2 separate regions of the Mus musculus genome follow, and region 1 is linked to region 2. The links are chromatin contacts, called in public HiCAR-type maps. All regions are on one chromosome and are shown on one strand. Each heading gives the region's core, a stretch centred on a gene start, on an enhancer-like site or on the middle of the called end of the contact. The rest is flanking DNA. Distances are from core to core; before and after follow the strand shown.

Region 1 (6,493 bases), core at 583-3,082, 1.7 Mb before region 2:
TTCATCTCATGCATAAATGAATAAATCAAACAGTAGTGTAGTTTTGTCATTTTTTTCCATGCAGAGGTGGTAGGTGAGAGGAATTGAAGGTATTTGACAAGAAACCCAGTCTGCTGTTATTCATATTTCTATTGTAAACAGGGATGCAGGCTTTCTTATATTTTGGTCTCCTGGCTTCTTTTCTTCAAGCTGCTGTTTTTTCCCTTAATTTGTCTGTAGTTTCACTGGAGACTAGTTAATAGTTTTAAGTTGAAATTAAGCCCCAAGGAGCTATTGTTATATAAAAAGTAGGAGGTGGGAGCTCCAAAATGATAATTCTAAATGGTAATTATACACATAGATTCAGGCCCACTTTTCCTACCCTAGTTGTTGTTATGCAAAATAATATAACTTAGATACTGTTACACAGGTTAAACGGGGGATAAACAGGTCCCCAGTTCTTTACATTAATCATTTATCAAACTCAAGGACGCGCTCAAGGAACACCAATTTCCTTTCCACTTCTAAGTCACTTGCTCTCAGACCATCTTTCTCTTTCCCTCTGACATTCCATCTTCCTGCAATGTTTAATTTCTACCGTTGCCTTTGCTCTCTTACATTATCAAGGACAGTGACTAGTAGCAAATAAACATAGTAGTAAAATAATTTTTGAGAGAAGAGAGATTATGTAAGAAATATATGTACTGTTTAGGAAGTTGAGGCTATCTGTCAAAACTGAAAAATTCCTTGGGAATGAACTAAGTTAGGTGGATATTGTTTCTCATTGTAAATACATCTAGGTAAATTTAGTAATCTCACTTTCACTTAACGGAAGAAATAAGTATGAATAAACCTGCACTTCAGCCTCTTGAATATTACTCAAACATGAGGTTGGAATAAAGAAATCTTCATCTATAAAGCAAAGACATAGACAGCACTTGGTCTACTGATCAAACTTTTGAATTCTCAAAAGAACCTGGTAAAGGCTGAACTATCTTTACTGTCAGCAATCCTTGTGAGGTTCAAGATCTGTATTGCCAGCAAATGCAAAGGAGTGGCTTGTTTTAATTTTATATGTAGCTGCTCTTTTTACCTCCAACTGAAGGACCTTATTTCAATTCATTACCTGTTTTTTTGTTTTTGTTAAGTACGATGTTTTTGCTACCCCCTTTTAACCCTGACATACATTGAAAGCTAGTTCAAACTGTACAGATTCAGTTGAAACCATTTCTATTTCATTCTTATTCTAAAAGGAGAGAGAGAGAGAGAGAGAGAGAGAGAGAGAGAGAAAGAGAGAGAAAGAGGTGGACATATTAAAATAGAGAAACATACACACAGTTACCCAATATCTAATACAGATGTAAAGATTACTGGAACACAAACCAAAAAAGGCATGCGGACAAGTAATGGGTGTACGTTCAAATCCCTCTCAAATCAAAGAGAGGCGCTCTCGATGACTCATACATACCGGACAGTTTACTATTACAAAGAAACATGCCAAAGATGCAGCCGTGAGGGCAAATAAAACGAATCTTTTGGAAGCAGAAAGACTTAAGAGGAAAATAGATGGTGCAATATCGCAAACTCTCATAGTACAGTTCCCTCCCACGTTGCTCTCTCTCTCTCTCTCCCATCTCTTTTTGCTTCTTGCATTTCCCTTCGCCGCCAGTGTTAAGTGTGTACCTCCCGGCACAACTTACCTTGAAACGGGACTCCATTGAGCTCTCAAGAGTGACATAAGTCCCTAGCCAATCACCTAGCAGAGCTTCGCCTGGGCGGCCTCAATAGAAGCGTCTCGCCCAATCAGAAACCTGGGGCGATGAGCATGTTGCGTTGTGGCGCAACTCGGCGTATACTTCCGCGCGTGCTGCCCGGGATAGGACTCTGGCAGAGCAGCTGCACACACGGCAGTGCGGAGGCAGAGAAGGGGTTGGTGATACGGTGCTATAAATCTGTGGTCCAGTCCACCTCCCTTTTAAGACGTCCTCCCCCCTTATTTCTGTTCTCACTTAGAGATGCAGCAGCTTACTCCTGTAGCGACCTACTAAAAAGCAACACGGAGAAAGACATCGTCTTTTTGAAAAAACGTTCTTTCGTCTCTTTTCTTTGTTCCTTGGTTTGTTTTTCTTGCACCTTTTTGTTTAGTTGAACGGCAATAGGAGTAGTCTCTCCGTCTTTTTAAACTCTCTTTTTTAAGTTTCCCCTCCCCTTTCATATTTTTTTTCATCATTTCTTTTAGCATTGGACTTTGGGGTCGAAAGCATTTCTTTTTATTTGCTTCTTTTAAGCCGAGCACAGTTTAGGTTTCGTGCTGTCTTAAGAGAACTATCCAGCAGCTTCTTGCTCATCCTTATTGGGAGAAGTGCACCGTTACTTTAAAAATACACATACACAAAAACCTTAAGGGAGAAAGGTAAGTTTCGGTTTGGTTTCTTTAATCATTAGTTGCAGCGATGCGCTGGCAAACCCAGAAAACCTGTAAGTGAGCGGAATACAGAATGTGAAGTTAATTGCACATGTTTGCCTCATTTCAAAGCGACTGCTTTGCTTTTTTTTATTTTTATTTTTATTTTTTTTATTCTTGAGAGCCAGACTAGAAGACAGTGGACGCATGCTTAACGTACTGAATATTCGAAAATGTCACTTGATAGAAACTTAAGTGGTAAATGTGGTCAAGATCCAGCAGGCTACAATGGGAGGCTACATGTTCAGTGAGCTTCGGGGTTGAGGTTGGAAGTTCATTTCGTGGGAAGAGAGGGATAACTTGAATGTTGGAGGGGAATGCATGCCTCTACTTTCGCAAAGGAATCGGAGGACTGGGGAAATCAGAAGCCCTGGACTTACTTGCAGATTAGACCAGTGGGGAAAATCCTCAGCTTAATTGCATTAACTAGATAGCGTGTGCCGGGGAGATGGGATTGCCAGATGGAATTTAGATGCTGCACCAGGCAGCGAGTTGTAGTTGCCTGGAAAAAGTACATACAGCCTAAGGGCTGGGGCTGGGCTGGGGCTGGGGTAAGGTTAGAAGCTGTCAAAACTCATCATTGCCAGAATTGAGGACTCTGATTCACGGATTCCAATGATTGTAATTCAGATTTTAAAGAAGACTGCCAATTTGGGGCCGAATCTTTGAGCCTATACCGGATATGAGATTCCCTTTGTTCAGAAAAGCGTAAATAAGATCCTTGGAGCCGTGAGTGTGAAGTGGCAGCTGCTTGGGAGCCTCGCGGTGCTGGGCGCTGGGCAGTGGATTCCAAGCCCTGTCCTTGGTCCTACGCAGCGGAGCCCGCCTTCCGGGAAAGGGAGACTCACTGGCAGCCGCGAGGCATCGCAGCTACCCAGGGAGCTGAGTCGGCTGTATAGCCCTCAGCCCCTCCTCGCAGCTCCCCTTCCTCGAGTAGCTATTGTTAAAACTGACGCCAGGAGAAAGATGGTTGGGGACGAGACTCTGGGCAGACAGGCACACGCTTCATTTTAACTTTTGTGATTTCTCCGGGTGCAGGGGAAAACAGCCGGCTTTCTACTGCGAAAGAGCGAATCCGGGTAGACGTGGGAAAGGGGGAGGATGCTCGCCGGGCGGCGAGGGCGGGGGAGGTGGTGGCGGACCGAGGTGCTGGCTTTGCCTCGGAGAAGTTTAAATTATCGGCACGAGGGGGTGTGGGCGAATGTGTGCGTGCGAGCGCCGAGTGGTGCTCGAGACGCAAAGTATGGGGGCAAGCTACAAAGCTGGCCCGGGTTGTTCATCTCTCGCAGCTCCCTACCCCACCCACAGGCTGGTTCCAAAAGCTAGCGCTCTGCCACCCCCCCCCTTCCCCGACTCTGCCTAGGGCGTGTGTATGGGGGGGGGGGGGAGTAGGGATGGCAAGGTGGCAGTGCCCACCCTGTACCTCTGTGGCAGACAGGACTTCTCGTGGCCATTGTTGCTTAATTTATGCCCAGCACGTTGCTACGTGCCCACCTATTTCACGTCTATAAAGAATTAATAGGAAGGCTGTACAACTGTGGCAGATTGGAGGGTGGATGCGTTCCCCATTTTCCATTTTCAGGTATCTGTTACCAAAACAGACGTGGAGATTGGTTATCTTCTCTACCTCCTAACTACAGCTCCAGGTCTGCCTTTATTGTGGTGAGGGTGAGAAAAATAATCAGCCATTTAGTGTTTACGCTAACGCTGATGGACAGAGATGAATGTCCGAGCACTTCGTCCCTTAAATGGACGGGTTCTGCCCCTTCCCCCACTCATGTACACACATTCTATTTGGCTAAGATTCTAAACCTGCAACATTTCTCCACGACCTTATTTATTAGAGCTATTCCTAAGATAGTGGGGTAGGACGTGCGTATGTTTTATTTTTCTGGGCCTACTATTAATTGCAACCTAAAAAGATAGGCTTAAAATGAAGGAGAATTGGAGGGGTTACAAGGTAGACAATAGTGACCCAACAGCTTATCTTCCTAAATGATAATCCCTTTCTAAAGGTCAGGAGAGGGAGCTTGTGTTTTGTGGGGAAAGGAAGGTCAGGGATGTTTGATAATCCTCGTAAAATGGCTTCTTAAATGGGACATCTGAGAGATTTGTCAAAACTGAGCAAACAAGTCTGTGAAAAAGAAAAATGTTGAATGTTTCAAAGTCATCATTTAAGAGTTTAATTAAAAAGCAGTTTCCCCCAGTTATCTCTGCCATTCCATGAACCTATCTTAACAGACCCTTGAAGTCCCCCCCCCCCCATCTTTTAACCACGGGCTTGGGCATTCCTTTTATAGAGCTAACCCGTTTGCAGTTCTGTGGGAGAACGAAGATTGTAGACCGATGTGCTTTAGCCTACTTGGAAAGTATCTGTTGAGAGAGGTCTAACTTCAAGCAGACATCTTCAGAAAGTAAAGTGAAGGGCATTGGAAGGGTTTCAGGTGTAGATTAACAAATTGGGTAGGCCCATTTCTCTCCAACACTTCAAAACTGGTATTCTTAGCAATAATGCATGCCTGGGATGGGAATATTATAACTGTTTAGAGGGAGGTCAAAGAGGCACAGGCGCTCTCTGAGCAGTTTTCCCAGGAACCCGCACAAAGTCAGTTAAGGTCATTTAATTCCAAGTCTGATTTGAGGTGACACAGAAATGCTGGTGTTGAATCAATTAGCTATTTCTGGTGTCCCTAACCAGGGTCTCCCAAACTGAGGATGGCCTGTCTCCATTTTGACCATAATTGTTTTCCCTAATTTACTATGCCTGATTTCACTTCCCACTAGAGGGTAAATTTGCACCCCCCTTCATCCCTGGGATAGAGGAGTCCTCCCTCCCCGCCCGTCGCGTGGGGGCGGGGATCTCTGGGCGCCCTTAGCGAACCTTGCTGCATCAAACCCGCATCATGTCCTTGAAGCTGTAACCTCCATCACGTTCTTGCGGCGACTCGATCGCCCACTGTTCAGTTCTTTCCTCCTGCCTCCTGCAATTTCAGGTAGGTATGTCAGGTGATGTTTTTAAATGTAGTTTTCTAGAGGGAAGGGTTAAAACCAAAACCTTTTCATTAATAGAAAAAAAAAAAAAAAACCCTGTACGACAGGTGCTCTGGTAATTAAGCCGCCAAGCAGGTGTAAAAAAACGTGTGCGGCTCTGTCTCCAGATCTTGGGTCTGGGTCCAGAGCAGGCGCAGGTTTTTTTGGGTAAAAGAGATTTATCTGAGTGAGGGAGCAGGTTGGGGATGGTCAGCACTCGGACGCCCCCTCGGAGCAGGGCCTGTGCGGGGCTGGTGTGAGGGCACTGGGAGGATGTGGTTCAGGGCAGGTGCATGCAGGGTCGAGTGCAGGATTTCCTACTTCACATCTGAAGCAGGGTATAGCACCTCGCACAGGTACTCCGGGGCTTATTTAGCTCTCCCATTCTGTCTAGGGAGGTGGAAAGGCGCAGCGGGACTAAGCTTTTAGTTTTCCGTCGAGGGACAGACAGGACCTTTGGGCTTTGGGCGAGGGGAAAAAAGCCTTTACATTTTCTTGAAAAAACAGGTATTTTGTGTGCATATCTAGACTTACACTTGGCGCACGCATATATGTCCAAAGTGACCCCAGTTTGTGCCTGGGTCACTGGTCACTGCCCCAATCCCTCAGTATGCATGCAAACTTGCCCCGGCCGCCCCGGGAAGCCCAATGGAGGAGCCTGGAGGGAGCATGTGCCCCTGAGGGTGGCGGAGCTGGGCACTCGCGGGCCGGCGGGCGGCGTGGCGAGCACTCCTGGGCCCCGCCTCCTGGCGCGCTGCCAGGCAAGCCCCGCCTCCCCGCCCTGCTACAAACGGCGGGACCGCGGCGCCCCAGCGTCACTGAGGCAGCAGCCGGTCGGTAGGGCGGGGTTCCGTCGTGTTCCAGTCCGCCTTCCCGCCGCCGCCAGCGTGACTCCTCTGAGCGGTGCTGTCGGCCGGCGGCGCGAGCCGTGGGAGCTGCAGCCGAGCCGCAGCAGGCAAGTGTAGGGGGGCGTGGGTGGGGGTGGGGGCGGGGACGGCCGCCCCTCCGTGGGCTCCAGCC
Region 2 (6,184 bases), core at 1,814-4,313:
AGAGAGAGAGATGCACTCTATATAGTGTAATTAGCAATTTTGATTCACCTAAAATCATCTTCATGGGAGTCACATTTTAAAGATCATGCAGAGCTAGCATGTATGGGAACAGAGGAGGGTGCTGTTTCTCGTGCATTTCAGGATATAAGATTATTCAATAAATCTCTTAGAAATTAAGGATCAAAAGAGGAGAGTTTGTTGTTACCCAAAGTGTCAATGTGACATCATCTTGGAATTAGAGTTTTTTTTTCCCAAATGTCCAAATTTTGCTTTGATCTAAGTGATGTTCTTCCCCCTCCCTCCCCTCCCCCACAGAGATCCTATATGACAAGAAGTAAGTAAAACAAGTAGTGAATATTCTACCTAATTTAAATGGTTATCTCCAGTATTCTTTGATGTTTCCCTGTCTCTTTAAGAAACAATCCTAAACCTGCTCCATAAAAGTTTATAGTTTATTTAAAATGTAAATCACATCAAATTTAACACTAGAAGGGACAAGACTCTGTTGCTAAGTCAAATATTTGATAAAAAAGAAAATTTGTGACAATTGTAAGATTGTACGTTGGTGTTTTCAACATCAAGTAATAATAAAACTTGTCAAACAATATTTGCCACTTGGAAACCAATTTCCATTCCTCTTTTGTTCCACTTGCTTCTACAGCAATTCACTGAGTATTGCTCCTGAAACATAGGAAATATCAAAATTAAATCTCTGTTATTTTGTCTAAAGAACAATGTATTACTTGTAGGTTGGACTCCCAGGACAAATATCTCTAAAGAAATACTGGTTGCAAGCTGTGCTTGGGGCTTCTGACTGTGACTCCAGTGTTCAGGAAGCTGTGGCAAATATTTGTTATAATTCCCTTCATCTCTGTCCTCTCTAGTTCTAGGGACTGTTTTATTCACTATTGTAGTGTACTGATAGCCTTCCTTTTTTTGAACATAAGCTTCTTTTATATAGGCAAATGTAATTTGCCTCTGAATCACTGTAGGTCTTTGTCTTGTAAATGAATAAGTTCAGTACAATATCTTACTATAGTTTATTCATATTGTGTAAGAGGGGGGTGGTCAATTTAGAAAGCCATTGAAGAAGTCTTTAAAATATGAACTTCTTTTTTTATAGGCCAGTCATTGTGACACAATAATCTAATACAATCATTAGGCCTGCAAAATGTACACTTTAGTACAAAACGTTTACATAAATCCATACCATCAGCCAAATCTCATTAGCAGTGTAGCTGAAGGAATGTTACCATCTCTCAACAGTCTCTATCTTCCATGAGAAACACTTAAAGTTCATTGGTCTAGTGAAATAAACTAGAGCATGTGTCCAAACTTGACGTAAGTGAATGTAAATTTTCAATGCAGAGATGGGCTTCTTTTGAAACTACACCCTCTTTTGCTAAGATCTGCAGTTTTGACAACCAAGCAAAGTTTCTAATTAATAGCTTACCACCGGTTATCGCATAACTTCATGTGATACAACCTGTTTAGGATTTTAACTAAATGATTTAAAGGAAATTCCCATTTAACAGCGGCCCTATGCAGGGATGAAAATTTCATGACAACATAGTGATATTGATATTACAGGAAAAGTTAATTTGGAGGTCATATTAGTTGTAAATCTAAACAAGAGATACTGGCCATGACTTTGTGGCCGGAAACTGCAAGGATAGACGAATACTCTGCTGAGATCTCTCCAGCTACAAAGTGACACTCTTGTCAATGGTTTCATTATCGACAGGGAAGGCCCAAACTTATTTCCAATGAGAACTAAATATAAGTCCCTAAAGTTTTCCTCTCCTTTGGGAATGGTGCTTAAAGAATTAAAATGGAGCAGGAAAGAAAAAGGTGAGAAATTTCAGTTTCTTAAGTGCTAACTGATGACAAAACACTGTCCCCAAATCAAAGATCGTCACAATAACCATAGTCAGCCGGTTTCCTGTGCAAGAACACTGTGGCTTTGCAACTGGAAAGAGTGTCAGCACACCCGCTAAAGTTTTCTCTTACAGCCTGCTTAAGTTCCGGCCACACAAAGACAAAGCCGACTGCGCCTAAATCCACTCCAGGTGCGAGCCGGCGGCTGTGATCCCATACACTTCACTGTTTTCATTGTCTTTAGACGCGGGATGAGCTCTTCCAGTGAAAACCTATTAACTATCCCCATCCCAGCCATCAACAGGGTAGATCTACATTACTGAACTTCAGCACTTCTTTCAAACAACTCTTTCTGTCCACTCTTAAGGAGCTGCTGCTCGTTTCTACACATTCTTGCAGAACAATCATTTTCTCTCATGAAAAGCAAACCAAAGAGGACTCACCCTGCTTTCTGTCAGCATAATCTTGCTGGAAAACCTCGAAAGTTGGGACTGACCGGCTCCCAGGGTGTCTAGAGGCACCCGCTCCCAGAACAGCTACAGCCATGGGGTTATTCAAGACCTGGGGACTCTCGGTCCTGCCGCTGCCCCCGGAAGCCTGAGCCCCGGACCCCGACGACCCCTGGTACAGAAGCCTGTGCAGCCCGCGGGCCTCGCTCTCCTCCTGCGCCTGCTGCCTGCGCAGGGCCACCTGCGCGGCCATGACACGCTGCCGCTCGGCGATCAGGGTGCACTTGGCACACGCGCAGTCCCGCCAGCGGCAGAAGCGCTTGTGGCCCTTGAGCGCTGACACCACGCCATGGTTGCGACAGCGCGCGCACTTCGGGGTCCGCGGGTAGCCGCAGCCTACCGCCCCCAACGCCCTATCCAGCCCAGGGCCCGGAGCGCATCCTGCGCGACCGGAGCTTGCGGTCGATCGCAGAAAAAGGCCAGGCGGCCGCAGGAAAGTCGCGGACACCGGAATCCCCGACGACACCGACCGCGCGGCCGAAGCGGGCGCAGCAGCCCGCCCTGGGGCCAGATGGGGTCGGCAGCCGCCGCTGCGGTCTCTACGACCGTGAGGTAATCGCTCCATTCTGAGAAGGCGCCTCTGAGGAGTAGAAACCAGCAAGTGCGCTGTCCAGAGCTACCCTGTGGGGATACCGGCTGAGGACCCGCCTAGGTCCCGCTGTCCCGCTCCGCGCACTAACTAGAGTTTGCTGTCCTGTCCCAGAGCAAGAAACCGCCGGGTCTAAGAGCTCCAGAACCTGACCGACGGCGCAGCCAGCCAGTGAGCCTCTGAGTCTAGACAGCTGGGGCAGTGTCCTGAGCTCTGCCAGTCTCCTGAGCCTAGAAGGGCCAGGCTGGAGGGCCACCCCGCCCACTGGGTAGGCTGGCCAAGGAAGGAGGCCAGGGGAGGACCTAGGGCGGAGAGTGGGACTTTCTGGGAGGTGGCCTGTGGGATAGGTTAGAAAGTGTCCAGATCAGACTGAAAGGTCCATTAAGAAAAAAGAAACTTTTATGTATTTTGGATATTCACTCTGTCAGATGCAGGGTTAGTGAAGGCTGTTTCACAATCTGTGGGCTGTCATTTTGTCCTAATGACAGTGTCCTTTGATTTACAGAAGCTTTTCATTTTCATAAGGCCCCATTTATTAGTTGTTTACGTTAGTGACTGAGTCATTGGTGTTTTGTTCAGGAAAATGTCTCCTGTACCGACGAGTTCAAGGCTATTCCCATTTTCTGTTCTATTAGATTTAGTGTATCTGGTAATATACAAAATATATACAGAACTCAAGAAGGTAGGCACCAACAATCCAAATAACCCAATCTAAAAATGGGGTACAGAGCTAAACAGGGAATTCTCAACAGAGGAAACTTGAATGGTTGAGAAGCAGGTAAAGAAATATGCAGATCACCAGGGATCACGAATCAAAACAACTCTGAGATTCCACCTTGCACTCATCACACTGGGTAAGATCAAAAACCCAAAGGACAGCACATGCTGGCAAGATTGTGGAGCAAGGGGAACACTCACTCCTACACTGCTGGTGGGAGTGCAAATGTGTACACAGGAAATCAATTTGGCTGTTTCTCAGAAAAGTGGGAATGGCTCTACCTCAAGACCCAACTATACCACTCCTGGGTATATCCCCAAAAGATGTTCCACCCCACCCCACCCACAAGGACATCTGCTCAACTATGTTCATAGCAGCTCTGTTACTAATATCTGGAAACAACCTAGATGTCCCTCAAAGGAAGAATGGATAAAGAAAATGTGGCTCATTTACACACTGGCATTAAATACAAGAACATCATAAATTTCTCAGGGAAATGAATAGAACTAGAAAATATCCTGAGTGAGATAACCCACACCCAAAAGGACATGCGTGGTATGTACTCACTTATAAGTGGATATTAGCCATAAAGTACAGGATAACCACACTATAATCAGCAGACCCAACGAAGCCAAATAACAAGGAGGTCCCAAGGGAGGATGAATCTTTCTCAGAAAAGGATCAAAACAGATATCAGAGGTTGATGGAAGGAGGGAACTGGGTGGAAGAGGTGATGGGAAGTGGAAGGGGGCAGGGAGGGAGATCATATGTAGGGAGAACAGATAGAGAAAGAAGATGAATAGCGGCAGGGGTGTGTGTGTAATCTCCTGGACTCTAGAACATGCCAGTAACCTGTGATAGGGGGAGATCCAAGAGGGTCTATGGGGGACAACTCAAGATGAGCCTCCTAACAGAGGCAATATGGATTTTGAGGTAGCCTCTTCCTATAGCTAGCCCAGACTCTGAGTGGAAGCATAAGAACAGTAACCCATCCACAAAACCTTCAACCCAAAATGTGTCCTGCCTACAAGATGTACAGGGACAAAGATGGAGCAGAGACTGAGAAAATGGCTAACCAATGACTAGCCCAAATTGAGACCCATCCCATGTGCAAGAAACAATCCCTGACACTATTAACAATACTCTGTTGGGCCTGCATACAAGAACCTATTAACTGTCCTCTGAGAGGCTCCACCCAGCAGCCAATGGATGGAGATGCAGAGACTCACAGCTAAACATTAGATGAAGCATGGAGAGTCTTACAGAATAGTTGGGAGAAGGATTGTGGGACCCGAAGATGACAGGGAGTCTACAAGAAGACCAACAGAATCAACTAACCTGGACCTGTGGGGGCTCCCAGAGACTGAATCGCCAACCAAAGAGAGTGCACAGGCTGGACCTAGGCTCCCTACACATATGAAGCAGATGAGCAGCTTGGCCTTCATGTGGGTCCTAAACAACTGGAGCCTATGGCCTGCTTGTCTGTGAATTTAAATGGACAACCTTGTCTGGCCTCAATGGGAAATGCTGCACCTAATCCGGCAACAACTTGATATCTATCTATCTATCTATCTATCTATCTATCTATCTATCTATCTATCTCTGTGTGTGTGCCTGTTTGTTTGTTTGTTTGTTTGGGGGGATTGGTACCCAGATTGATAAAAGTGTCTTCAAAGGGTTTTCCCTTACTTATTGAATGGCCTTGGGAACTTTAAAAACATACCCAGAATGGGGGAAGGACTTGCATGAGGGGTGCTGGGAGGAAAGGAGGCTATTATTGGGATGTAAAGTGAATGAATGAATGAATGAATGAATGAATGAATGAATGAATGGATGAATGAATGAATGAATTTAAAAAATAAACAGAAACCTTTTACCCTCACGACCTATTCTCATCATTTTCTCAAGGAACGAATTACAAAAATAATAATCCTACTACCTTCCCTTTACTGCCCTAATTTAAGCAAGATTTGAAGTTTTTTCTTAAGCTCTCTGTTTCTACTAAGTTGGAAGATTTGTGTCTTTTACTTCTTTCCTTTCCCTTTCCTAGATGAAGTCTGCACAACACCAATATGACAAAGAGACAGGGTGACAAAGAGACACAAGACAGCTTGGAAGACTGTGGCCACTTCTCATGCAAAAGGTATTTTAAATAGCTCAAGAGACAGCTTCCAAAGTGTGTATAGACAGGTTAATTCAGAGTCAAGGTACTTCGAGTGCTTTCTAGTCACTTACATGTGCACATCTTACATGAGCACATGCAGATTATACAAGGAGTCTGTTTAAAACATTTGTTATCTAAGGTCAGTATGCCTCTCTACTCTGGAACTATTTATGGAGAGCACTAATGTTAAAGCTCTCTCAAAAATACTTCACATTTCTCTTCTGAAATACTAAGAAAGCCATGAAGATCAATCTTCATGCTATCAAAATGCATTCTTGAACTATACATCTAAAGGCTTTAATTGTTAAGAGATCATATTGCTCCTA

What was found. HiCAR-type assays count read pairs that join an accessible place to other places.
Region 1: a contact with region 2 is called in a HiCAR-type map of astrocytes, with 5 times the contacts expected there. The contact joins the promoter of Elavl2 here to the promoter of Dmrta1 in region 2. A contact is called at or near these places in 2 of 39 promoter capture datasets (cranial neural crest and liver), 3 of 115 datasets of contacts at active chromatin or transcription factors (astrocytes, embryonic forebrain and stem cell-derived neural progenitor cells) and 1 of 9 other capture datasets (adipose tissue).

What each region holds. Positions count from the first base shown.
Region 1 is chr4:91,371,835-91,378,327 of GRCm38.p6, reverse strand. Elavl2 (ELAV like RNA binding protein 1) reads left to right here and starts at 1,832. Exons shown (of 8, transcript NM_001347149.2): 1 at 1,832-2,392. It overlaps Mir6402 (microRNA 6402), which reads left to right and starts at 4,965; the gene lies at 4,965-5,044.
Region 2 is chr4:89,685,077-89,691,260 of GRCm38.p6, reverse strand. Dmrta1 (doublesex and mab-3 related transcription factor like family A1) reads right to left here and starts at 3,063. Exons shown (of 2, transcript NM_175647.3): 1 at 2,322-3,063. The coding sequence starts at 2,952.